Regions from separate parts of the Mus musculus genome. Here regions 1, 2, 3, 4, 5 and 6 are each linked to region 7. The links are chromatin contacts, called in public HiChIP or PLAC-seq, Micro-C and promoter capture Hi-C maps. All regions are on one chromosome and are shown on one strand. Each heading gives the region's core, a stretch centred on a gene start, on an enhancer-like site or on the middle of the called end of the contact. The rest is flanking DNA. Distances are from core to core; before and after follow the strand shown. Region 1 overlaps Atp8b4 (ATPase, class I, type 8B, member 4). Region 2 overlaps Galk2 (galactokinase 2). Region 3 has its middle 150 kb from the start of Dtwd1. Region 4 overlaps Galk2 (galactokinase 2). Region 5 has its middle 130 kb from the start of Dtwd1. Region 6 overlaps Atp8b4 (ATPase, class I, type 8B, member 4). Region 7 holds the start of Dtwd1 (DTW domain containing 1).

Region 1 (2,769 bases), core at 229-2,728, 170 kb before region 7:
TGAGAGCTGTTGTTGAACGTTGATGGGTACATATACCCTGTCAGGTTTCGGGACATTACCTAGAAGCAGGAATCTGTTCCTCTGGGTCCTTCTGCACCCCCCCCCCCACAATGTTTTCCTGAGCCTCTGATTTTGGGGCTGTGCTGGAGATGTTGTTTAAAAAGCAACACCTTCATATTTGTAAATTACATACACACAGAGACATATGCAGAGATACACATACAGACATAAACACACACACACACACAGACACACACACAGAGACATACACAGAGATACACATACAGACATAAACACACAGACTCACAGACACAGACAGACAGACATACACAGAGATACACATACAGACATAAACACACAGACTCACAGATACACACAGACACACAGACATACACAGTGATACACATACAGACATAAACACACAGACACACAGACATACACAGTGATACACATACAGACATAAACACACAGACACACAGACATACACAGACACACACACACAGACACACAGACATACACAGAGATACACATACAGACATAAACACAGACACAGACAGACAGAAAAACAGACAGACAGACATAGACACGCACACACACACACATACACACACACCCCAAACCAGAATAAATGAAAAGCTCAGAAGTCTCATGATAAGTTGACCTTCCTTAAGAGGGAGAACATTCTGAGTCTAATTTCTGAAAATTTCTCCTAATTCAGTTACTAGTGACTGCAAGATCTAGAGAGCCTCTAAAAGGGAAAGAGAGGTGAAAGACGGGGTATTGGGACTATAGACATAACATTCTATACAAAAGTATGCTCAAGATCCCGGGCTCTGTTCCCAACACTGTTACTAAAACAAAACAACCCCCTGACCCCCCAACTCACCATATGGCCCATGAAATTGAGTCAGTAATGAATTTTATCGGAATGTTTCTTGTTTACACGAGAACGGGAAAAAATTGATTAGTGTCTAGTGTCCTCTTTGAGGTGGAGAATGTTACGGCTTTAGGCTTAACGTTTCCTTTTGGAGTAAAGACAAAGATTCTCTTGTTGTAGCCGTTCAATTAAGTAACAAAAATGGCTTCCGTTTTACTCGGTGGCTGGGTGTCTGGAGTCTAATGCTTGGGTTCACGGTTGCACTGTGGCGCTCTTTCTCTCCAGATCCGCCGGTGGCAGAAAGCTCAGCGAAAGAAAAGACCCCTGCGAAGCAGAAGGCCTCAGACCCGCAGGTCGAGCTCTAGAAGATCTGGATACGCGTTTGCTCACCAGGAGGGCTACGGAGAGCTCATCACATCTGGAAAAAATATGCGAGCGAAAAGTCCAGCCCCAGCATCGGGGCTGGAAAAGAAGCTTTATAATAACACGAGCTGGATTGAAAATTTATGTAAGAAAACCACAGACGCGGTGAGCGGCTTTAGTCATGATAAGACAGTGAAATTGTGAGTCAAGATAGACTTGACCACAAAGCCGTCTTTTCACCTCATCTGGGGCTGAGCTTAGGCAGCTCAGGGGCCAGGAGCAGGGCAGATCACATTGCTTAACTTAAATCCATGGCCTCCAGCTGCCAACGCCTGTCAGATAGCGATGTTTTCTGCAGGATTCCAGGCCAGATGGGCACTGTCCAATCTGTGATTCTGTAGACCAAGGCCTCATGGGACAAGTACAGATTTTATTAACTTAAACACCAATCCATCCGAATTTTGAATCTTATTTATGGAAAAAAAAAAAAGGCCGTAAATTAGCATCTATGTTGGATGGGTCTTAGGTATGTAAAAGGTATGTTCCAATGATGTGTTTCAACCAAAAACGCATGTCAACAGATACACCACGTACGTGAAGAGTGCCTTTCCCAGATGCAATTGCAGAATTTAAAGTATGTGGTGTGGTGCTCTCAGATCGAGAGTGAGTCTTTCTCTAGACTTGAGCTCCCCTTGCCAGGATAACAAAGCCTTACATGCTCAGAGAATGCATTAAAAAGTCCGTGGGGTTATCTGTTTACAAACAGGGACAAAAGCAACTGAATGTTTCTGCCGAGGGGGCTGCTAACATGGTTAGGTTTATAGAGAGAGTGTTCAGACTGTTCCATGTGGGGACAAAATACAGTGGCTCCTCTAATGTCCCTAATGTGTCAAGGACTTGTGTGACAATGTCAGTAGTAATCCGTTGCATGTTACATGGATGCAGACAGAACCATCAGCGTGGTAGAACACTGCCCTTTATTGACAGTGTTCCATGCAGGCCATGGGCAAATGCTGCTGACAGATCCCATTTAAAAACTTGAAACTTGAAAGTCTCTACAGGCAGTCTCTACTGTTACCATTCACTCAGGCTTAGGCCATTGAGACTCAGTTCCTTTTAGTGTCTAGCTGTCCTGTTTATGGCTCAAACATCTAAATGTATAGATATATAGATGAAGCTGATTTTTAAAATAGACATTGCAGCCCAATTTGGGGATCTGTAGACAACTCACTAGGTTCTGTATTCAAATTGCTGCTGACACCCACTTACCTCCGTGATGGGGAGGTAAGGTGCCTTTCCTGAGACTCCTCTACAAAGTCAGGACGCACTACCTACCTCCCGTGGTTGATGACTATCAAGCACACATTCTCAAACCATCAGAAACACAACTCACATACGAATGTACTCATCAGGCTTTAGCTAACTCATCATCAGAGAAGCAGAGGGGAGAGACTTCAGGACCTGGGATGCCAGTCGCCAGTGGGACTGTCAAAGAAATGAGGTTGCTAAGTATGATAGAAAGCAAATAA
Region 2 (2,725 bases), core at 126-2,625, 220 kb after region 7:
AATAGAGGCAAAGACCCACAATTTGTCAAGTTGACAACAGTAAAAGGCTGTAGAATTCTCAGCATTAATGGGACATCTTATCATAATCCTTCTTCCCAATGCTCACTGAGAAAGAAGAGGTGGAGAGAATCTAAGAGCCAGAGGCAGTACAGGACTAAAATGAAACCGTGGTTTCCAAACACAACATAGTAGTTGTGAGATCAACTCACAGCAGTGTGACAGCAAGCCACACAACACCTGTGTAAGCTCAAGTCAGATAAAATCTCAGCATGGAAAGGGGAGGTGGGCGTGATGTTCCTCCCCTACCTAAGAAGTGATTGGCAATTGACAACTGCTGGGAAATGTAGTAAATTTTCTTGAAGTCAAATTTAAGAGTGTGGCCCCTGGTCATTCAACCATGCTCCAGTGTATGGCCAAACCCTCCAAGAAAAATAGGACTCAGTGGGTTTAGTTGGGGTTTGTAGTTTAGAGTATTGGTGTCGTCGTTACTTTTGGTTCAGTTTGGTTTGGTTTTTGAGGCAGAATCTTACAATGTCACAACTGCTAGCCTGAAACTCATTATGTAGACCAGGCTGACCTCTGCTTCCCCAATAATGGGGGGATTAAAGGCATATACTGCCACCCAACATGAACTTCAGGGTTTAAAAAAAGACAAATTTGGCTGGTTAAGGGGTGGAGTGTGATTACTATCAAAAGACACGCCATTAAATTCTCCAAGAACTAACTGAGAAAAAGGAACTGTGCCTGCTTTTAAGCAAATTAAGTCTTATTTATGAGAAAATTTGGTTTTTAAAATGTGTTTTAGCTATATCATCTTGGAAAGCAATATGTACCAAGTAGCCAAATTCAGTTGCCAATTTCAATGGCACATATGGAGTTATACAATTAAATTCCAATGTATTTCAACTAGATGTGATGGCACATGATCATTATTAGCACCTAGGAGATACAGGCTGGAGGGTGGCAATTTTGAGGCATTCTAGACCAGTTCCAGGCCAGCCTAGGGTACACACAAGGTCCTCAGGAGACATCCGCAATAATAAGAGGCTCTGAATTTGATTAAAAACCTCAGCTACAAAAGACATGCCCTCTCTTCTAGTCAGCTCTCTGAAGACATTCCCCAAAGGGCCTGGCAGTCTCACTACTGTTTCAGAGATACAGGCTAGCTCCGGATTCTTCCTGTGTCTTTAGAAGGGAGCAGTCACAACACGAAGCTGTCACATGCATCACACTTGTTCCAGGTCACTGTGGCTCTGGCAGAGAGGCTAGAATTCCGTGTTAAGAGCCAGAAAATAAAGTTGTATATGTCTGGAGTCTCCTCAGGACACCAGCACTTACTCATCAACCTCAAGGTAGAAACAGCAGTGAGTAATCCCTCAGGGAGAACCCTGGGGCTGCCACCTCCCAAAGAGGAAGTGTGTCCCAGCAGGAAATGGTCATTGAACAAGCACTGCTTCTGCTCCATCTGTGTACTGCCAAGGTGCTATGAAGCTTAATATTACATCTCCCTTCACAATTTTAATAATTATCTCAATGAGTAGACTAAAATTTAGAAATTTAAATCTTTATTTAAAAAAAAAAAAGAAGTTCAATCCCCAAATTTTCCAGGAAGAAAAAAACAAAACAACAAAAACTTACTTTTCCTAAATTGCTGTAGCTGTACTCTTTGAACTTGACAGCCTTATAAAGCAGGAGTCAAATAGAAGACTCTATGAGAGCTACGGATGCTTTCATAGTAAGTCAATAGGAGTCAGTTTATTACCCCACCCAGTTAGTAAAATAATAGCAGAAATAGATGATGATCACTGCAGAGTCCCACAACTGATAGAGGTGCAGAGAATAGCAGACTTTGGAACACTCATCCCTAAATACTACATCGGTATCACACCCTCCTGCCAAGGCTGGGGGATTACTGCAGAAGAGAAAGCATAGCCAGGGGCAGAGGACGACTACAAGTCAACAGTGCTTTCCGGAAATGGGCATTTGTTTAACATGTCTCTCCACTTCCACATTCTGTTTTACCTGAGATATGAACTGCATCCATCTTGTTAATTTTTGTGTCCCTAACTGGCTGACATGAGCCTAGGATGAACATCTATTAAATGAAGGAATGACTACTCTGTCCCAATTCTTTCTCTCTACAAGTATGGGGATCCCTCTACATACCTAAGAAGTATAAGTGCTACAAACTGTAGCGAGATCTCTGCTTACCTTATAAATAAGGAAGTAAGGCTTCTTTGAGGGTCATTTAGAAATATTTCAAAGAAGGCTAAATAAAAACAAAACAAAACTGTACTGAACATGTGGGAAGGCCCTTGAGGGTGGTAGCCATGCCCTTGTGACTGCAGGGGATACTAGGAGATGCTGAGGTAAGATATACCAGCCTTAGGCCTTACAGGGATAGTCAAGTATGGGGGAGGACACTTAATAAGAGATCAACAAATAGGGCTGGTTCCCATTAGAGAACTTTCACTAGCATGGTCCAGGAATCCTAAACTGCCAGTCTGGAATGCTGTAATCTAATACCATAGAACTTCAGCCTGGAGGCCTGTGGCCTGAGCCTTGGACCAGGACTGAACTATGCAGCCAGCACTTCCCTTATTTGCATGGCAGAGATTGCACAACTAAAAATTACATGGGTGCAGGTAAAGTACCCAGCCAGCCTGGACTGCCCTTCTCAGGACAGAGATTACAGGCCAGGAAAGGGCACACAAAGAAACTCACC
Region 3 (2,704 bases), core at 31-2,530, 150 kb before region 7:
AGCAAGTGGCAACTCCCCATCTGAGCCAGAGATTAAGAACACTGGCCAGGAACTGGCCCAGCTCATAGAGGAATCACCAATGCCAGTTCTTAAAGTTATCATGGAGGTAATAAGGCTACCTACGTTCTCTCTATTCATTTTCATTCTTTAATAAACAAGCAAGTGAGCTGGGTATCAGAAGGAAGAGAGTACACAAGTGTGGAATTCCCTTTGAGATCTTAGCTTCTCTGTCTGAGCTTAGGGTCAACAAGTGCAATGAGACCTCCCCGGTGCCCAATCTTTGAGCTCCTTCCTGGGATTGGAGGTCAACTTCAAAGAGACATGCTGCCTGCACTGGTCGGTACTGGTGCAGGCTTGCCTCACAAAGCCTTATCTTTGGGAGGGTTGTTAATTAGAAAGAAAGGTGAAACATCAGCTTGCTGAGAAAAAGGTGTCCCGCACAGAGTCAGAGTCCCCAGAGACTTCAGAAAACTGTTTCCGAGGAGTTTGCTTCTTTGACGATTTGTAAAAATTACTTTTTTTCTGTGATGTATTTCAATGGAGCTTTAGTTTAGCATGATGCTATGGAAAGAACTCAGAATAGAGTCTCACCCCACCCCTCTCAGTTAGTTGTTACTAAGGTAATGCCAACATCTAACACTCTTGACACGGAGCTTCATCATCTGTGAAATAGGAAGCCTAGTTATCTTGGCAAAGATCAGATATTTAAATAAGTTCATTAATAAGCTCCCAAACCAGGTTCTAAATGTCCCATTACCTCCTCTTCTAGCTCTGCTTGCCTTAAGCAAGTTAATAAAGTTATTCTCCCTCTGCCTCTCTCTCTCTCTCTCTCTCTCTCTCTCTCTCTCTCTGTGTGTGTGTGTGTGTGTGTGTGTGTGTGTGTGTGTAGTTATGCCCATTTTGTAAAATGGTAATAATAATTGGACCCACATCATGGGATTGTTGTGAGTATTAAAGAGGTGGTGCTTGTGAGAATCCTGCTTGTGAGAATCATGGTTGGTACCCAACAGAGGAGAGAGTTCACATTTGCTATGCATTACAGCTCCTAGTGCAGTGGCTGGCATACCACACACGTCAATGACTGCTGGTTATTATGACTACTAGGACTATTATTCACTTAGCTGAGGGAAGGATGTCTGTCCAAATCTCTTATTTCCTCACTCTTGACCTCCTGGTATGATTCAGACATAAGTCCCCTGAGGTGTCATTCAGTTCCGAGGGGTAAAGAAGGGAGAGCTATGAGGATAAATGAGGAGAGAAAAGATGTCATCCTGGCAATTCAGACCCCATGGGGTGCCCATCCCGGGACCAGCTGACCTTTCAACCAAGAGGAGAAACCACAGCAGCACTCACTTTCCCTTGACTCCTAGTGAGTCATGCTAAGTCATTCCCTTGGCTCCCAGTCTGTGGGGAAAGATGTTTGAAACATAGCTAGAATCATAGGCTCTGATTAGACCAGAATGTTCTGATGTGGTTAACTGGAGGAGGTAAATGTCCTGGATTCTAGGGGCCTTTATTCACCTCTGGTATTTGAAGAGGCTGGGTACAAGTCTCCAAGACAAATACCCTTCCTCTCTAGGGCCAGAGGGAAGGCAGGGGGAGAGTTTCAGTTTGGCTCTTGTGCATGGTTGCTAATTTTCTCTGAAATCAGCTCATGACTTATAACTCTAGACAAATGCTTTTGGTGTACATTCTTCACTCTGTAAGCATCAACTGGCTACTATGTACCAGCTATAGTGTTGCTATACTGTCATAGGGCATCTTAAGTAATTATTACATAATATTTAAAGCCTGTAATGTAAGTGCCACCAGATCTGATATATGCCTAACAAATGGGGAAATCACAAAAGCCTTCTTGGAGGAATGATGGAATAAAACTACTGGTCCCAGAAAGTGACCCAACAGAGTGAAAACTCCACTTCTTCTTACAAGTTTCTTGGGAAGATTTCTCACTCATTTTGGGTCTTGATTCTTCTACCTGCTGTAGCCTCCCCCAGCCTGGAGTAGACTGACTTTGACCTTGCTGCCACTGAGAATGAGACCACCTGGGGTAAAGCCTTCCGACCTAGATGGCTCTATTGTTCTGTCATCTGCTGCTGCTCTTCTCCAAGACACTGGTACCTGCTGAGAGGCCCTTGAGATATTCCAGAAACAGCAGGTCTGAGACAACATCCGGCAGATGGCCTACAGGCTGGTAACAGGCATCAAGAACGGATTGTCAGAGGATGAGCCTCCTGTCTTTATAAGTACAGACTCTTAGTAAACTTGGGGCCTTGAACAGAAATATGTCTTGGCCTCCATTATTTCTCTCACCGTTTTCTCCCATACAGCTCCTGCCTCCCACTCAGGAACCCAGTTAGTGTGGCTGCAGGCAACTACAACCTGCAAAAGAGACAATGGTACCTTTCTAAAGGATTCTGTTTGTAGACTGATCAAGGTAACAAAGTTAGACTATCATGGCAATGTGCCAGGAACAGAGTTAACAAAAGGTGGCCACTTTTGTTGGTGATCACCTGTATATGCCTTCACATTCCACATGTTTTCATCTCAAAGATGGCTGCATCTGAGCCCAGAATCTGATAAGCCTGCATTTGAAGAGTTCCTCTGTTGCCTGAGACTAGTTGGAATCCTGAATATTCAGCAGTACATTTAAGAAGAGATCTCCAAGCATCTCTGAGGATGTCCAAGTACACTCACTCTTGAG
Region 4 (2,700 bases), core at 20-2,519, 250 kb after region 7:
GGGCAACCTTAGGGGCCAGTATTTAGCATCACAATACATAGCAAAAGACCAAATCTCAAAGGATTACTTATGTCTCTTTGGTTTATCAAAACCAGACTTGTGATTGGTTTTAAGTGCATTTAAACACATTGTCACTGGGGTAACAACTGTTGCTTCTAGTGGCTGCTTTCACTGCTACTTCTAAATAGTTGGAATTTTCTGGAACTGATTCACACATTTTCTTATTTTTCACTCATTTATTAGTTGTTTTTATTTCCTATGCTACCAGATAATTTTCCAATCCTCTTACTAAATTTTATATGTTAGTGATTACATTTTTCATATATGAAAGGTCTTAGTGTCTGTTCTTTAACCAGGCACTTAGTTTAGCATAGTCTCATCAGCCTGAAGACACAATGTCTCCTTTCCTATCAGCATTGTTGGCCCTATTCATCCTTGTGTTCTCCTTTTTATTCTGTCTGTTTTATTTGAGATGTTTTCTTCCAAAATCTGACTATCCTTGGATGCCTTACCATAGTTCAGAGTGAGTCAGTAAACACAAAGCTTTGGAAATCACCGTGACAGGGTCACACTGCATGTCATGGGCCCATTACATTCCCTCCAAGGACATTCTGGTACTCTTGCTAAGGTGTGAAATGACAAGGCTGCCAGTGTGCTGGAGCTGACCTGAGCATCGAGAACTAGAAACTTCACTGTTCAGAAGCAAAATAGCATGTCATTTCCCAGTTACCAAATCCATTTGCAGCCTTCAGAAAGTACCCCATGTTTCTCTAGGGACCTTTCGGTACACATAGGCTGGGATGGTCCCAGGTAAGACAGAGCTTCGAGGTTCTAACTAGTTTTCAAAAAAGAACACTGCCCCACACCACACCACACCACACCACACCACACCACACCACACCACACCACCCTGTCATTCCACCCCGCTTTCTTTCTATCCTTCCCTGAGACTAGGATGAGTCAGCTTGCTTCTATCTATGTCTCCTCCCCATGGCACTTAGCTTTGACCTTTCTTCCTTCTGCTAAGTCATGCAACCGTTCTCTCGTCCACTTTCCATCTTTGTGTTTTGTGGTTTCAGGTTTATCAAAGATAGAACTTGTGTTTATGCTTCTTAATTTCCCTCCTTCAGAGACTGAGTACAGGATGGTGAAAGAGAGGATGTGCCTTCATTCTGACATCCTGAAATCAGGAAAGCCTATCTTGGGGATAGGGCCTTCCCTTGCCCTGAGTATTTTCCTGTGCTGTCTGCTTATCTAGCACTTACCGCTGCCATTCATAACTTCCACTCTCTGGAGTCTAGCTTAAGGGGACATTTTGTTGCACTAGCCTCCACCCAGAAAACTTCAGTTTATTAATGAATAATTTCCACATCTACTTATAATGAGTGCAGCGAAACAGGACCTATTCAATGTGAATAGCTGGAATAGCTTCAGTCACGGATCCCTGCAGGCCCTGGTATCCTTAGGAAACACACTTATTATCCTCATCACTCTCCCCAGCCCCTGCTTCCCACAGTATGCTCTGGCCCCAGGAGATTGCCCTCTGCAGACATCTTCCCATTCACAACCCTCTTTGTCATTCCCATTCCTGTTACCCTAGCATTCATTCCCTTGTTGCTAGACTTCAACAGTGAGGTTCCAAAGCTGCTCCTGAACCATGTGGCATCTAGCCCAGGAGCCCTTCCTAGACCATTCCCCAAACTGGTAACTCTATAAACACTCCCTTTATTGAGCTCAGTTTTATTCTGTACACTATGTGGTTCTTACCAGGGTACTAATAGAAATGCTAATACAAAGGGAAATTTTGAACTATCTCATATCTACAGTTCACTGAATTCTTGTGCTCTGATGATGTTAAGAGCCACATGTAGAGTTGGCACTTAAAGACTCTGAGAAAATTATACCATTTTCTTTCAGTCAAGATTGTGTCTCATTTTAGCAAGAGAACACAACAACCACCACCACCAAACCCCTCTTCATGATTTCGCTCCCCTTGCAAAGATGAGTGCAGGTGTGGTCAGGACTACTTAGAGGATCAGGAAGTAGGACGCACATGCCCTTCCCTCTGGGTAAGAGCACTGGGCTCAGATAGTACTATAAAAATATATACATCTGCTATTTCTTAAGTGGGGAAATAGAGAGAGCCAAATTTAATTCTAAAAGTTCAAGTGTTCTTTTTTATCTTTTTTTACTTTTCCCTCAGATAGTTATATCAAGGGTCAGAAAAAGAATAGTAAGCTTTACCAATCCTCCCCTTAAAAAAATAAAAATAAAAATGAAACACTTTCTCTCCCCCCCCCATTCTCTCCACTGCACTTGACTAGTCATTAAAAATAATATTAATTGCTGAGCAGTGGTGGCTCACACCTTTAATCCCAGCACCTGGGAGGCAAAGGCAGGTGAATTTCTGAGTTCGAGGCCAGCCTGGTCTACAGAGTGAGTTTCAGGACAGCCTGGGCCACACAGAAAAACATTGTCTCAAAAATAAATAAATAAATAATAATAATAATAAAATTTAATTATATAAAAGTGAAGTCTTTGACTTCAGCCCTCCCTCTAGACAGTGCCGTCCCTTTTTTGTATGCATCGACAGACTTTCATAGCTAATGAACACTCTTCTTTTCCTACTTCCCATAGATCCTGCAGCCCATCCCTGATATATGGCATGGAAACTACAAAGGCCTTACCTTCTTGGCCTCT
Region 5 (2,700 bases), core at 62-2,561, 130 kb before region 7:
TTTTTTCTCTTCTTGTAAGAGCAGAGGGCATTGTACACACATCAAAAGCAGTAAATCTATAAGACACAGCATATTGCAGCGAGGGTTGTGTGTTTCCCATAATGACTGTTGGTACTGTGTGGAGCTAGGGCCAGGTAGGGTAGAGTGCTCACTGTGAAGTTATGCATGCAACAAGGGTTAGTGTTTAAACCTGTTATATATTGGATTTTGAATTAGTTTTTGGTTGCTGCATATCCAGAAGCCATTTACCACAGCCAAACTTTTCTTGATTTCCACATTTAGTTATGAAATTCTATTTAAGGAACTATGACTTAGAAGGACTTTCTGCTTGTTAGTTTTCTGCTCTGGCTAGAATATGTGCATCTGGCAAGACAGGTGTGATTGGTATTCCCATTTTACAGATGAAAATACTGAGGCTCATAGAGATTGAGTTACCAGCTGATGGTGCCAAAATTGTCTTCATATCCTGTCCACATGTAGGCATGGTTCTCTCAGAGATGCCTTGAAGCCAAATAACTTGACTACTTAAAGAATCTACTTCTGCCATGGCCAGTTCACCCAATCTAAACTCTTTGACCCAACCCATGTCTATGCCATCACTGTTTATCTGCTGGTCTCCTCTTCTTTGCCTGGTTCTCAGGTTGTCAGTATAAAATACTCAAGTTTCATTTCTTCTTCTTTAACACGAAATGAGAGGCCATCATTAGCTCTCAACTCTAGCTAGACACTAGAAACTTAGTGACCCAAAGTGAAATATGGAGTCCATGCCCAGGATGTTGGATTCAAATGATCTGTAGTGTGGGTTTGGTTTCATAAACTTTATTATTCCAAGTTCATTGGAAACTTTCGGGGAGGGTGTAAAATTCATTGTGTCTTTCTGGGCAAGCAGTCTTCCTTCCCTTCCCTTCCCTTACCTTACCTTACCTTACCTTCCCTTCCCTTCCGTTCCCTTCCTTCCCTCTCCTTTACCTTCCCTTCCCTCTCCTTTCCTCTCCTTCTCTTCCCTCCCCCCTCCATTTCTCCTTCCTTCCTTCCTTCCTTCCTTCCTTCCTTCCTTCCTTCCTTCCTTCCTTCCTTCCTTCCTTCCCCCTCTTCTCCCTAATGGTAGAGCCTTTGGCTACCACCACCACTTGCAGTCATAACCTATCTGCCTTACTACCATTTTTTTTTCTGTCCCATGCTTTTCTTTAGCAAAACAAACTGGCTGATTGTCACACCAAATCACTTTCCTTGCTACAGCTGTGTGATTAAAGGGACCGCCTCCTCCTGGTGACTGTGCACGTCACGGCCCTTGTCTAGGGCTGACTTTTCTGATGACTGTGCACGTCACGGCCTGGCCTGTGTCTAGGGCTGACTCTTCTGATCTACCTCAGTCCTCATCTGCTTCATTCCAGTGGTTTTGCAATTTGCCCCGGAAGGTGGAAAATGATTTCCATGTGTGGTTAGGTGTAGCTAGCTCTGCTGGCAAAAGCCTGCTAGTTCCAGTTCATATCTTAACTCTCAGAGGTAGAAATGTGAAGAGGGTAACCTTGAAGGCAGCCTGAGCTTCAGTCAGGAGACCTGGGCTCAGCGGGGATGTACTCAGTGGTTGAGTGCTTGCCTGGCATGCACGGGACCTGCATGTGATCCTTAGCACCACGAAAGAGAGGAAAACCAAGCAACAACCCAGTTAAGAAAACTGACCTGCTAAGTCTATACTGGCAGTCATTCTAAGCTATATATATATATATATATATATATATATATATATATATATATATATATACATGTATATATGTATATATATATATATATATATATATATATATATATATATACATGTATATATGTATATAGTGATAGAGCTAGAGAGGTAGAAATATATTATATGATTGATATATATTAATCATATATATCATATACCTATCTCTATTTGTCTATCTATCATCTATCTATCTATCTATCTATCTATCTATCTATCTATCTATCTATCTATCTATTGAATGTTAAAGGTCACATATGGCTAAATCATAATGTTTATAGTGAGATGTGCATTTAATGGAAAATGTGTGTGTGAGAGAGAAAGCTATATTGGGAGAGGCCAGTGACTGAAGGAGGCATGAAGGAGAGAATCTGTTGCCTGATTAAAAACTATCTGTAAGGTATGGTCATGAAGTATGTCCTGGACATCACAAATACACACAGCTAAAAGGAAACGGGCAATTTCTCCCTATTCATTGCCTCATAAATATTTGTTATATGACTGAATAGGAGATGCCACTAGTTATGATACTGCCACACTGTCCAAATCCTTTCCAACAATCCTCTTTTAGAACTGCCTGCAGAGCCAACCCATGAGTCAGAAAGAAAATGGGCCCTGTTCCTCTACTCTCTACTTGTTTTTTTTTACCAAAAAAGGCAATGCCCAATTTCATTGCCTACTGTGTTCATTAGCTTTAGTGCCAAATGATCTTTAGCGATGGGCTGTCCTTTTCCCCAAGTTTATTCTACCCTGAGGACGAAGATGCTGCTACTAAGAATATACACAAAATGTGTTATGGATTCCTGAGGTAATTTCAGAATAAAAGTTCCCTGAATAGTACCCATGCCTAGGAAATTTCAAATGCTGAGCATAGGGTGTTATCTGCAAGAAGGGCATCTTAATTTGAAGTTGATGAAAGTTGGGTGCAGGCTTTAATCTTGTGTATTTTTCTCATTAAA
Region 6 (2,700 bases), core at 155-2,654, 250 kb before region 7:
ATATTTATAATGAAGTTTAACTTACAAATCAGGCACAGTAATAGATTAACAATAAAGTGAACAAATGTAAAAATTATAATCGCATAGTACAGTAAAAGTTATATAACATGGCTTTCTTGTTTCAAGGTATTACATTGTTCTGTGTGTACCCTTGTGTCTTAGTCAGGGTTTCTATTCCTGCACAAACATCATGACCAAGAAGCAAGCTGGGGAGGAAAGGGTTTATTTAGCTTACACTTCCATACTGCTATTCATCACCAAAGGAAGTCAGGACTGGAACTCAAACAGGTCAGGAAGCAGGAGCTGATGCAGAGGCTATGGAGGGATGTTATTTACTGGCTTGCTTCCCCTGGCTTGCTCAGCTTGCTTTCTTATAGAACCCAAGACTACCTACCAGCTCATGGATGGCACTACCCACAATGGGCCTTCCCCACTTGATCACTAATTGAGAAAGTGCCTTACAGCTGTATCTCATGGAGGCATTTTCTCAACTGAAGCTCCTTTCTCTGTGATAACTCCAGCTTGTGTCAAGTTGACACAAAACCAACCAGTATACCCTGCTTTGATATATGATGATATAATGTCAGAAGGATAGGATGAAGTGTGGTTGATGACTTAAGCATTGTGATAACATTACCTGGACACAGACACTTCAGTGCCCTACTAATAGATCTGGTAGCTAAGATGGCTGCTATGTGGATAGTGTATGCTGAGGAATGTATCAGCTAAGGGTCTATCACATCTCAGGTGTGGTAGATCCAGGCAGAGCAGGATAGGATGGGGTAACAGTTCACCCTTTGGGAGCATTACACAACTTAAAGCAAAAATTGTTTAATTTTGGAATTTTCCATCAAATATGTTTTGGATACAGTTAATTGTGGGTAACTGAAACTATAGGAAGTGAACCTTCAGTAAGGGGAGATTATTGCGTAATACCATAGTGAAGGCCAGGTTTGCATTGCCTGTAACAGATGCTGGGATTCTGGTTATTGTGTGTGTGTGTGTGTGTGTGTGTGTGTGTGTGTGTGTGTGTGTGTGTGAGTTGGGTTAGTCACTTAATCTTGCAAGCCATAATTTCCTAATTGGTGAAGTTAGAGACTAGAGGGCTAGAACCTACTCACTTGACACGGTCTGCCTGTTTAGGACAGGTTGGATGATGGGTCTGAACTGTTATTAGTCCTAACACCTCCCCATGTAAAGGAATAAGGAAACAGTAAGCTACTCTGCAAAAACCCGAGCCAGAGTGGCTAGTTAGGGATGCAGGGAGAGGGGCAGAAAAGTAAAACACACATTAAAATATATAAACACATGCAGAATTAAGATCTGTTCATCTTTCTCTCATAGGGTTTTATGTTAGTCATTGTGTGGTTTTAGTTTAGGGGAAACTCAGAGATGACCTGGTCTCATGTTACTCTGAGAGGGAAGTATTGTGCCCAGCCTTTAGAACTAGATGCACAGCATTCAGAATTCTCACACACCATCTAGCCCTCTTCCTGTAAAGATAAGAAATCCTACTCAGATCAGAAATAAATTGTAGGTCGGTGCTATTATTGGTGCAATTTTATGTTCTTTCAAATGCTCTTATTAATATACAAAGACATGAATTGAAGTTCAATGAGTAAAGACAGGACTAATTAAACTAAAACAAACCAATTCAGAAAAAAATCATGCATACAAGTGATTATAAACCTAGGCATCCAAAATGATATACACCCCTGATAGAATTCAGCTAAGTATCTGATAATGTGAGACACACACACACACATACACACACACACACACACACACACACACACACACACACACACACACAGGACTTTAAAGTTTTTTTTTTTTAGATCAGCAATAATTAAAAAACCTAGCCTATCAATAACAAACATGATGTCCAGGAACAAATCTGTCCTGCTGTGGTATGGAACTATATAAAAATAAAGCAAAACTGAATATGTTACAATATAATACCTTTAAAATGGGATTTCTGGGAAAAAACCATATTCTTATCATTGAGGCTGCCCTTAATTTTATGAAATACAGTTTTTTTCCAAGCAGTTAATACAATAGAAGCCTAAGAAAATCCCTTAATAAATTTCTATGAAAACTGATACCTCACATTGCAATAATCTTTTGGGCACCCCATTTGGCATCATAGATGACAGACATTTGGACTTAGTCCTTTGGCCACAGACTTCCCCTTTCTGGAGTTTGAATGTATAATCCATTACTGCACAAAGACTGCACTCTTCCTAGTAGACGGACAGTGACAAACTGTTTTTAGCCAGGATTGATCACGGTTTGTTTACTGCTTAGTGGAGACTTATTGCTGACTTCTTTTGAAAGTAAAACCAGATCAATGTCTCAGGACACATTTCTTCCAACTAGATATATGCCAAATATCTTCCAACTAGATATATGCCAAATATCTTCCAACTAGATATATGCCAAATATCTTCCAACTAGATATATGCCAAATATCTTCAGTAAGGAACCATTTACTCTGCGATGCAGATTGAGTTTCAAGTGAATGTGCCACAGAAAACACTCTACTGGGCTTTTTTAATAGAGAGAACCGCAGGCCCTTGCCTGAGGCTTTCTGATGAGCCAGCCATATCACTTTATGATGCTGAAAGGAAATACCTTGGGCACCAAGGTTTATGGGCAGATTTTCAGTGGAGGCATTTCTGAAGATTGCTAGGACCTAAG
Region 7 (2,763 bases), core at 231-2,730:
AAGAGGGGATGAAGGACTCTCAGCTTGTAGCTAGTTGGAAGGGAATTCTGATGGTTCAGTGTGTGACTTGGAAGAGGCTGGGACAATTTTGTGACTGAATTGTCAGCCTGTGGATTCTGACATTGTCTCCAGTAGTATATAATAACAATCAATGACAACAAGGACATAGATGCATGTAAGTATACCTATACTTAACATCAAATACGTGCAGGGCGATGCAGCTGGAGTTGGGTGGGGGAGAGTTGTAAAGAATTAGAAAACAAGGGCGGTTCCTAGGGCAAATAACTAGCATCCTGATGGTCTACTCTGCAAATTGGGCTGAAAAACTTTTTTTTCCACTCAATTTCTCTAAAAATAATGATACTTATGCAGTTTCATCCTGTCTGCTTTGCACATAACATCTATTTTTAGGCTCAAAGTCAGATTCTAACTCAGTTATAAACTCACACAAAGACAATCTTTTACACTTCTGACTACTTATCCCTGGGTCCACATATTTGATATGGACAAACATATTCATTTGGAGGCACTTTTCAATGAGGCAAAAGTACAACTCTTTCCGATTTACCTATTCTTGATTTTTTTTAGATAGATTCAAATACTTATCAACTAAATTGAAACCACTCTGTAGAAGGCATCCAGGACTTATCTTTCTACTCAACTTTGGGGCACTACACAGATCGGCGGAACAAGGCTACTTTTTCCAACACACTAAGCTGATTTGCCTCCCAAGGGAATATTCTTTAAATTTCTCCTATTTTGAATTGTGGACAAATTCAGGACCAGATAAGACTGTTTTCAATATTTGCTTGTGAAGTACTAAGAACTGATCGTATAATTTGATGAGGTACAATATCCCTCTCGCCCCCCCCCCCCTTTTTTTTAAACATCCAAGATACCACCGCCATTTTTTAAACACAGAACTTGACTCCCTTCCCACAGAACACATTATATGACAGGCGAAATGTCTTGGAAATTTTTGCATTTGGAGTTCAATCATAAACAGCCCTGAAATGCTGCAATCTTGGGCTCTTCATCCTTACCCAACCTCGTGGAACTAGCAACGCAAAGTGTTACTATACTTGTCTCACATTCCCAAGAAATAGACACACAAGAAACGCGTCTGCTTATCGGCTGACGGTAACAGCACACATCTGGTTTCCTTTTCCCGCGACCATGCCGAAACCACGCCAAAGCCTGAATTACAGATCGGTGCTCACAGGGAGCTGGCCTTGCCAGGAGTGAGCAACGCCGACTCGGGAAGCCTAATAAGGCTTCATTTAGGCCCCAGACCACTCAAGTCTTGCCCCCACGGGCACGCCACACGCAGCACTAGCCCGCAGTGAGACCTCCGCTGGGCCTGGCCGGCGTCCGGCCCGAGCCACCCGACCCGAGGGGATGCCGACCTGCACCACGCTCAACTCTCGGTCCGTACCGCCTCCGCTCCACGCGCTCCCCCCCGGAGCGCTTTCCGCAGAACACCGGAGGGCGGGGCCTGGCGGTTGCCAGGGCCACGGGGAAGCTGACCACGGCGCATGCTCAGAGGGAGAATCCCGTGGGCGAGCAGGAGGAACTGGTTCGGAAGTCCCGCCTTCGCTTCCCGGGTGACCTGTTCCAAAGGAACCGTCAGCTTCCTGCTGTGCCGCCCGTTGTGGGCCCCCAGCGCAACTGGGGACGTGTTCCGGAACAGCCTTTTCGAAAGTAGTTTCTGTGAGTTAGTGAGGAGCTAGTAACACCGCTTTACCTCCCCAAATACTATATTTACGAGATCTCAGACTTGTAGCTTTAGGTGGTTGGTAGTTCAAGCTTGATAGACTTCTTAGGAAAACCGTTTATGCATTTTGTGCTTTGCTTACAACACGCAGAGTTGACACCTACTGTATTTTTCTTTTATTTTTTTTTAAAGTCTAATATATGTGGATAAGTGATTAAATTATTTTTCTATGCTCCACCTCAAAGAAACCTAAACAATAGTTGTTAAATTAGAAACAAAACTGTCATATATCAAGCAATTTGTTTAATGAGTGGAGAATTATGAAATTAACCAATGGGAGAAAAAGAACAGCCTTGTGTGTAATCACGAATGACAAGCCAGGACACTGATATTTACCACACCAGAATTTATATAAAAGTTTTAACAGAAAAATAGACAATGGTTAACATGAATTCCCAGGATCACACCTGTAAGTAGGAGAAAGGCCCATTTCCAGCCTGGTCATGAGTGGTAGCTTCTACTTGAATAGGAGAGACAGAGACAGACAGACAGAGAGACACAGAGAGGAAGAAGAAGAAGAAGGAGGAGGAGGAGGAGGAGGAGGAGGAGGAGAGAGAGAGAGAGAAGAGGAGAGGAAGAGAAGAGAAGGGAAGGGAAGGGGAAGGAAGAAGGGGAAGGGAAGGGAAGAGAGAGGAGGAGAGGGGAGGGGAGAGGAGAGGAGAGGGGAGGGGAGGGGAGGGGAGAGGAGAGGAGGAGAGGAGAATCCCTTCTGTCACTCTTAGCAGACTGAATAGGTCCCTTAATGTTTTGGAGACCTCAACTCGAGCCAAACTGGTATTCCTGATTTGGATACAGAAAAGGAATTTCAGAACTAGTGAGAGTGAGGTAGAAATTAGACCATGGATATTTGAATTTAGACTTTAAGCAAAAATGTTTTAATAAAGAGAGGCATGCAGAACAAAAGTCATTCTAAATGTCAGCCAGTCCACTATACCTTCACTTATCAAAACAGAAAAAGAAGTTACTAACCTTTTGAGACGCAATGTGAG

The links. Promoter capture Hi-C pulls out the DNA fragments that hold promoters and counts their contacts. A called contact is a pair of places that touch in the nucleus more often than the background predicts. HiChIP or PLAC-seq counts read pairs in DNA pulled down with a chosen protein or histone mark.
Region 1: a contact with region 7 is called in a promoter capture Hi-C map of the 3T3-L1 cell line, with 5 times the contacts expected there. The contact joins the enhancer-like site here to the promoter of Dtwd1 in region 7. A contact is called at or near these places in 3 of 39 promoter capture datasets (the 3T3-L1 cell line, 3T3-L1-derived adipocytes and cranial neural crest), 1 of 484 Hi-C or Micro-C datasets (adipose-derived mesenchymal stem cells), 3 of 115 datasets of contacts at active chromatin or transcription factors (the HPC-7 cell line, bone marrow-derived macrophages and effector CD8 T cells) and 3 of 9 other capture datasets (adipose tissue, liver and pancreatic islet).
Region 2: a contact with region 7 is called in an H3K4me3 HiChIP or PLAC-seq map of bone marrow-derived macrophages, with 4 times the contacts expected there. The contact joins the enhancer-like site here to the promoter of Dtwd1 in region 7. A contact is called at or near these places in 3 of 39 promoter capture datasets (the 3T3-L1 cell line, 3T3-L1-derived adipocytes and the HPC-7 cell line), 1 of 484 Hi-C or Micro-C datasets (myocytes), 2 of 115 datasets of contacts at active chromatin or transcription factors (both in bone marrow-derived macrophages) and 1 of 9 other capture datasets (adipose tissue).
Region 3: a contact with region 7 is called in an H3K27ac HiChIP or PLAC-seq map of the NIH/3T3 cell line, with 2.5 times the contacts expected there. The contact joins the enhancer-like site here to the promoter of Dtwd1 in region 7. A contact is called at or near these places in 2 of 39 promoter capture datasets (the 3T3-L1 cell line and cranial neural crest), 3 of 484 Hi-C or Micro-C datasets (adipose-derived mesenchymal stem cells and embryonic fibroblasts), 5 of 115 datasets of contacts at active chromatin or transcription factors (the HPC-7 cell line, the NIH/3T3 cell line, bone marrow-derived macrophages and 2 more) and 2 of 9 other capture datasets (adipose tissue and pancreatic islet).
Region 4: a Micro-C map of the G1E-ER4 cell line shows a contact between it and region 7, with 5 times the contacts expected there. The contact joins the enhancer-like site here to the promoter of Dtwd1 in region 7. A contact is called at or near these places in 9 of 39 promoter capture datasets (the 3T3-L1 cell line, 3T3-L1-derived adipocytes, the HPC-7 cell line and 5 more), 17 of 484 Hi-C or Micro-C datasets (B cells, the BV-2 cell line, the C2C12 cell line and 9 more), 6 of 115 datasets of contacts at active chromatin or transcription factors (the NIH/3T3 cell line, astrocytes, bone marrow-derived macrophages and 3 more) and 3 of 9 other capture datasets (adipose tissue, liver and pancreatic islet).
Region 5: an H3K27ac HiChIP or PLAC-seq map of the NIH/3T3 cell line shows a contact between it and region 7, with 2.5 times the contacts expected there. The contact joins the enhancer-like site here to the promoter of Dtwd1 in region 7. A contact is called at or near these places in 1 of 39 promoter capture datasets (cranial neural crest), 3 of 115 datasets of contacts at active chromatin or transcription factors (the NIH/3T3 cell line, bone marrow-derived macrophages and embryonic stem cells) and 2 of 9 other capture datasets (liver and pancreatic islet).
Region 6: a contact with region 7 is called in an H3K4me3 HiChIP or PLAC-seq map of bone marrow-derived macrophages, with 2.3 times the contacts expected there. The contact joins the enhancer-like site here to the promoter of Dtwd1 in region 7. A contact is called at or near these places in 2 of 39 promoter capture datasets (the HPC-7 cell line and cranial neural crest), 2 of 115 datasets of contacts at active chromatin or transcription factors (the NIH/3T3 cell line and bone marrow-derived macrophages) and 2 of 9 other capture datasets (adipose tissue and macrophages).

The regions. Positions count from the first base shown.
Region 1 is chr2:126,321,485-126,324,253 of GRCm38.p6, reverse strand. It overlaps Atp8b4 (ATPase, class I, type 8B, member 4), which reads left to right. Exons shown (of 28, transcript NM_001080944.3): 28 at 1,163-2,769. The coding sequence ends at 1,444. Among named protein-coding and RNA genes, the nearest start is that of Atp8b4, 170 kb to the left of the region's middle. Within about 2 kb of position 1,478, at least 36 of the 459 cell types and tissues checked have an H3K27ac peak or open chromatin away from gene starts, as enhancers often do. A contact at or near this core is called in adipose-derived mesenchymal stem cells, where this site is marked.
Region 2 is chr2:125,932,756-125,935,480 of GRCm38.p6, reverse strand. The region is part of intron 7 of Galk2 (galactokinase 2); the gene reads right to left. Among named protein-coding and RNA genes, the nearest start is that of Galk2, 68 kb to the right of the region's middle. Within about 2 kb of position 1,375, at least 46 of the 459 cell types and tissues checked have an H3K27ac peak or open chromatin away from gene starts, as enhancers often do. A contact at or near this core is called in bone marrow-derived macrophages, where this site is marked.
Region 3 is chr2:126,301,982-126,304,685 of GRCm38.p6, reverse strand. No RefSeq gene overlaps it. Among named protein-coding and RNA genes, the nearest start is that of Dtwd1, 150 kb to the right of the region's middle. Within about 2 kb of position 1,280, at least 51 of the 459 cell types and tissues checked have an H3K27ac peak or open chromatin away from gene starts, as enhancers often do. A contact at or near this core is called in the NIH/3T3 cell line, adipose-derived mesenchymal stem cells and embryonic fibroblasts, where this site is marked.
Region 4 is chr2:125,899,515-125,902,214 of GRCm38.p6, reverse strand. The region is part of intron 5 of Galk2 (galactokinase 2); the gene reads right to left. Among named protein-coding and RNA genes, the nearest start is that of Galk2, 35 kb to the right of the region's middle. Within about 2 kb of position 1,269, at least 58 of the 459 cell types and tissues checked have an H3K27ac peak or open chromatin away from gene starts, as enhancers often do. A contact at or near this core is called in the C2C12 cell line, the G1E-ER4 cell line, the HL-1 cell line and 6 more, where this site is marked.
Region 5 is chr2:126,282,907-126,285,606 of GRCm38.p6, reverse strand. No RefSeq gene overlaps it. Among named protein-coding and RNA genes, the nearest start is that of Dtwd1, 130 kb to the right of the region's middle. Within about 2 kb of position 1,311, at least 21 of the 459 cell types and tissues checked have an H3K27ac peak or open chromatin away from gene starts, as enhancers often do. A contact at or near this core is called in the NIH/3T3 cell line, where this site is marked.
Region 6 is chr2:126,397,920-126,400,619 of GRCm38.p6, reverse strand. All of the region lies in intron 12 of Atp8b4 (ATPase, class I, type 8B, member 4), which reads left to right. Among named protein-coding and RNA genes, the nearest start is that of Atp8b4, 92 kb to the left of the region's middle. Within about 2 kb of position 1,404, at least 7 of the 459 cell types and tissues checked have an H3K27ac peak or open chromatin away from gene starts, as enhancers often do. A contact at or near this core is called in the HPC-7 cell line and bone marrow-derived macrophages, where this site is marked.
Region 7 is chr2:126,150,858-126,153,620 of GRCm38.p6, reverse strand. It overlaps Dtwd1 (DTW domain containing 1), which reads right to left and starts at 1,480. Exons shown (of 5, transcript NM_026981.2): 1 at 1,407-1,480. Fam227b (family with sequence similarity 227, member B) reads left to right here and starts at 1,617. Exons shown (of 17, transcript NM_029455.3): 1 at 1,617-1,710.